2 separate regions of the Mus musculus genome follow, and region 1 is linked to region 2. Evidence: chromatin contacts called from public promoter capture Hi-C data. All regions are on one chromosome and are shown on one strand. The core of a region is the stretch at or near the end of the contact, and the rest is flanking DNA. Distances in the headings are between cores, read along the strand shown.

Region 1 (2,700 bases), core at 88-2,587, 350 kb before region 2:
ATGAGGGACTAATACTGAGGAATCTGCGGCCCCTTCTGCCAAGTTTCCATATGCAGTATTATTTAGTGATGGTTGGATGGATGATGGTATTTTTCCATATATCTGTTCGGATACAAACACTCTTAGACTGTAAGCGGGGCTTCCTGCTGGGGCATTTTCTCTGGTAACCTGTTTCCTTTCCCCCCACAATCAGGTGAGAATGAAATCCTCGAGACTCTGCATGCCATTGCAAGCAAGAACCAGATCTGGAGGTCGTATATTGGCATGGGCTATTACAACTGCTCGGTGCCCCAGACCATTTTGCGGAACTTACTGGAGAATTCTGGATGGTAATGTGTCTATCTCCTTGCTAGAGAACAGGGATACTAGATCTGTGGTCTCTGTATCCCATGGCTCACACACTGACACCTGCCCCCTGCTGCCCTCGAAACTTCAGTTCAGGAATCCATCCATCTGGCTTCTGATTGGGAAATTTCTTCCAGGGTGTTGAAATAGATTTTTTTCCCCTTCCATTTGCATAAAGTCCAGATCTGGTCATCTCTTCCTGAATCAACCTGAATCTCTATGCTGTTTTTGGACAAGGCTTCACTCCTCTTTGGTGAGACCCTGGGGCATTTTAGGCTGAACTTAGTCGATATTGCATCTCAGACTTTATTCTGTTGCCAGGGTTTTACAAGTGTCAGTATTCATGTCTCACTTAGCCCCACATTTCTTGGTCCAAAGCTGATGGAAGTGAAGTCATGGTGTCAGAAGAGTGACGACTGTAACATCAGCTTTATTGCTGCCATTTTACCGAGAATGGGAACATGTGTGTTGTGGACAGGCCTGTGCTTTGCATGGCCAGCTTCTTGTTCCCATCACCCCTTGTTAGTCAGACAATTCTTTCCTGCTCCTGGAGGCGGGGGCAGGGGCGGGGTTAATATGTGTTAGAGGACAACTTTCAGGAGTCAGCTCTCTTCTGCCATGGGGTCTGGGGAATTCAGGTTGTCAGGTTGTCTTGAAAGCCATTTTCCCCCTGCAGGATCATCCTGCTGGTCTTGACAGGAGCCAGATCTGTGGACACATCCATGTCTGCTCTCTACCCGTGTGGAGATTCTCACAGCTCTATACTTTAGCTCCTTTTTAATAAGAGAACAGGAAAGCAGGCCCATCAAAAACGGAGAGTGTTTCAGTTCTTCAGTGGATGAATGTGCTCGCCAATGTGTTTGATTAGTTGAGGGCTTGTTTTCTTTCCACTGTGGCTCTGGTAAAAGTTTGCATGGTAAACTCTTGGTTGATTTCGAAAGCAAATAGCCTTTCTCCCTACACCACCTTTTTTTTTTTTTTTAAAGAGCCTGTTTGGCCATGAATGGGCTACAGCTTTCTCTGCCTGGGCTCTGGCCTCTGGCCTTTGCTCTTAGTGACCATACAGGATGTCTGCCATATTTCTCTCTGGCTGTGAGCGAGTATGCTAATTAATTTGGGGGCAGCCAGTGTTTTGAGAGGGAGACAATACTCTTGTTTTTCAGCCTCGGGCTTTGGGTGCATTTTAAATTTTGTTGCTTTGCGTTATTATCCAGAAGCTGAAGTCTGATGCCGCACCCAGCTCATGCTGATAGGGAGGGCTGTGAACACGTGGGTGGTACACTCCACATTATACTTCTGAATGGTTTCCATAGCGATGGAGCCAACAAATTCCGGTGACGTGAGGTGAAAATAAATGGGTCACATAGACTCGAAAGAATACAAACATTTGGGCTTCTAAAAGAAACTGCACTGGATCAAGAACTTGTCTCATGGGGTCCACTGTCCCAAAACATCCATTGCTGAGAACGTCAGTAGCTAATGTCAACACTGGCATTTGCCTTGTGGCTTCCTGGTGTTTGTAATCTTGGCAGTAAGATTAAAATGAGCTTTTTATAAGTTTTATGATCCCTTCTGAAAGCCCCCTACTTTTTCTCTGATTCTAAAACAAAATCATAACTCAAATAATAGAGAAAACTAGTTATTTAAGAATAAACGCCAATGTCGTGTTGAATATATTTCCAAGTAACCTACTTCAGAACTATAAGCCTTTTTAGATATGTAGATACTTTTAAAATACACGTTACAGTATATCTAGAAAAAGAATGCATTTGAATTAATGTCAATTAAGACACACCCATGGATCACACCTCTTTCCCTCTTTTTATTCCTCTTGGTACCTGATATTGAGCTCATGTGTTCACACCACTGAGGAACATCTGCAGTGTCTTGGACAAATGGTTTTAAACACTTTTCCTCCCTGACTGAGGCAAACTTCTGTATGTATGACAGCAGCCCTTTCATGGCAACTTTGAAAACCTTTTAAAAAATAGTTTTTAAAAAAAATGTTTTAATTGTATGTGTATGGGTCTTTTGCCTGCCCGTATGTACCTCTCTGCTCCACATACATGTCTGGTGCCCAGAGAAGCCAGAAAAGGACTTAAAGTCTCCCTGGAACTGGAGTTACAGATGGTTGTGACCACCAGATGGATGTGGGAAATTGAAACCTGGTCCTCTGGAAAAGCAGCAGTGCTCTCAACTGCTGAACAGCCTCTCCAGCCACTCTTTGATAGCTTTTTTTTTCCTTACTCTTCTTTGGAGATAGGCTTTCACTATAATTTCCCTGGCTGTCCTGGAATTGCTTTGTAGACCAAGCTGGCTTGGACCTCTCAGAGATCCATCTACCCCTGTCTCCCG
Region 2 (2,805 bases), core at 59-2,558:
TGTTTCATTCCAAGTTTCAAGCAAGTTTAAGTCTGAATATTATGTGCATTAGAAAGCTGTGACATCTATTTGGGGTTCATTAATTTCCCCGTCATTTTAAGCAACAAGTAAACTAATGTAGTGAGTCCATATTTTAGTCATTTAAAAATATGTAGCGAGATTTTAAAGCCACACCAGTGACAAGCTGTACAGCTTAGAATAGACATATGGAGACTTTTTAGTGAGATTGCATTCTCTTAAATTCTTAGCCGAACTTAAGATCTCGTGTGTTTTTCGGTTTTTAAAAGTCAATAGAAAACAGGACTCGCTTTCGAGAACTAGAGTTCTACAGGCCACCACTCTTCTTTTGAGGAGCTCTTAATTTTTCTTTCTAAACTTTTCTAAACGCTGGGGTTTTTTTTGTTTTTTTTGTAAAAAACAAAACCCAGTCACAAGGAAGGAGAGGTACAAAGAATATTTTACAACGGAGAGGATTGAATCTTGTTCACTCTCGTTATTCACTTGTGTTAACAAAGGTTATCTAGTAACTGCCTTGAGAAAACTAACAGTAAAATTTTTAGAACTAGTAAGGGTCTCACCAAAAGGAAACTTTCAGTCTATGGTTCACCTTCCAGACTGCGCCAGCGCAGGCGCTCTGTTTCTCCCTCCACCCCACCCCTTACAGACGTCCGCATATTGATGACATCATTAGTCCGCGCCACACCCTGGGCCTCCGAGCCTGTGGGAGAGCCAAGTCCAGGGCTTTCGCGTAGCGGGGCGGGGCCATCCCGTGCTACTACGCATGCGCGCCGGGCATGGCGGAGGCAGCTCTTTCTTCGCCTCTCTCCCCGGCTCTCCCCGGCCGGGGGGGCTGAGTGCCCTCCCCCTTTCCTCCCCGCCCCTCCCCTCCCCTCGCCCCCTCCCGCCCAGCGGGGCTTCTAACTGACAGTCGTCGCCCGGCCCGGTCCGTGCGCCGCCTCCTCCTGCCCGGGTCCCCCCGCAGGTAGACAGGGGCGGGAGGGGGTGTGAGGGAGAGGAGGAGCCGGAGCCGCGGCGGCCCGGGGCTGCGGCCCACTCGGGAAGGAGCCGAGCCCTCTTAGTCCTCGCCCCCTCCCAGCGCCCCGTCGGCCCGGGAGGGGGTGGGGCGCCGAGGCCCCGCGGGCCGGGCCGGGTGTGGAGCGTGCAGCCGGCGCGGGCCGCGCGCCGCCGGGGGGAGGGGAGAGGAGGGCACCTAGCTCTCCTCTCCCCCCTCCCCCGCGCGCCATGTAACCCCGCCCCTCGGGCGCGAGCCTGAGACCCCCGCGCGCGCGGGTCCCCGGCCGGCCGGCGACGGAGGAGAGCAAGGCCCGATGCGGCAGGGGCTGCGCGGCGCCGCGGATCTCTGAGGAAGCGGCCCGCGCTCCCGCGTCCCCCGGTGCCCGGAGCGGCCGCTCCTCTCGACCCAGCCTGGGCCTGCCGGGGGCATGAGCGTGCCGGAGCCACCGGGGGAGATGGAGCGGGCCGCGGAGGAGGAGCGGCCGCCACCGCCGACCGGAGAAGGGAACGAGGAAGAGGTGGTGGTGGCAGCGGCGGCCCGGGCCTCGGGGCTGGTCCGCCGGAGGAGTGCCTCCTCGGTGGACGAGGAGGAGGAAGCGGCGGCGTCGGAGACGACGGTGGTCGCAGGCGGTGGCTGCAAGGAGCAGGAGCTGACCTACGAGCTGCAGCAGGGCTACCGCATCCTGGGCGAGTTCCTGCAGGAGAAGCACCGCGGCCTCACCGCCCCTTTCCTGCAGCCCTTGGGGGGCGTTGCCGCCGGGGAAGAAGAGGTGGCCGAAGGGCGGCGCAGCGGGGGCCGGGGCAGTCGCGTCCCCCCGCAGCAGCCCAGCCAGGGCATGTGTCTGTTGAAGATGGAGGAGAAGTTCTCCAGCGGCCAGTACAGGGGCATCACGGAGTTTGTGGCGGACTTCAGGTTGATGCTGGAGACCTGCTACCGCTTGCACGGTGTCGACCACTGGATCTCCAAACAGGGCCAGAAGCTGGAGATGTTGCTGGAGCAGAAGTTGGCGCTTCTCTCTCGGTAAGTGAGCTCGGGTCCCCGGTGGGACTGACAAACCGACACAAACACACCCACACACGTGTCCGAGAAGGGGCTGGGCCAGGGCCTGGGGGGCGGCGCTGATAGGTGCTGAGTTGGTGCTAGAACCGCGGGAGGAGGAGCGGCCGCGCTGGGCGCGGGACCGGAGGGGTGTGGTGGGCACCCACGCCAAAGCCGAGAAGGTAGCCCTGTCCTAAGAACCCCAAACTCGGATATAACAGGTAGATAAGGTTCAAGACGTAAGACCTACCGGAGAAGGCGAAAGCCTTTTTGTAGGATGGAAGTTGAACCCGCCACTTATAGACAGTTTACAACGGCACGTGGGGCGAGATACCTTTAGAAAAATAATGTTGCTCGTAGGGAATGATAGTCGAGCATACTGTCTGTTTCAACCATTTGGAATTTAAGTGTGATTAAATGTTTCCGTTTCATGAGGAAATTGAATTTTTTTTCAGTGACAAGAAATGAATGCACCAACACAACGTCTTTCATAAGTTTAGACTTGCATGGTGTGGGCCTGTCGGAGACTTTTTCCAGTGCTAGATAGAACAGAGGGTTTCAAGCATGCCAGACAAGCACTCTTGAACCCAGCCTCAAACATTTTTTATTCTACTAGAAATTATAAATAATTCAAATTGTACAGGGCTTTCGGTATACACCATCTATATGATTCCCCCCCTTTTATTACTAAATGAAATAGAGAAGAGAAAATAAGTTAACATAGGACACTGAAGGTGTTTTATACAATAATC

Evidence for each region. Promoter capture Hi-C pulls out the DNA fragments that hold promoters and counts their contacts.
Region 1: a contact with region 2 is called in a promoter capture Hi-C map of neural stem cells. A contact is called at or near these places in 6 of 39 promoter capture datasets (cranial neural crest, embryonic stem cells, frontonasal cranial neural crest and 3 more), 8 of 130 datasets of targeted methods (astrocytes, bone marrow-derived macrophages, craniofacial prominence and 5 more) and 1 of 9 other capture datasets (liver).

Annotation. Positions count from the first base shown.
Region 1 is chr19:30,156,143-30,158,842 of GRCm38.p6, reverse strand. Gldc (glycine decarboxylase) reads left to right here. Exons shown (of 25, transcript NM_138595.2): 3 at 194-329. Among named protein-coding and RNA genes, the nearest start is that of Gldc, 18 kb to the left of the region's middle.
Region 2 is chr19:29,804,512-29,807,316 of GRCm38.p6, reverse strand. 9930021J03Rik (RIKEN cDNA 9930021J03 gene) reads left to right here and starts at 1,308. Exons shown (of 8, transcript NM_172836.3): 1 at 1,308-2,035. The coding sequence starts at 1,443.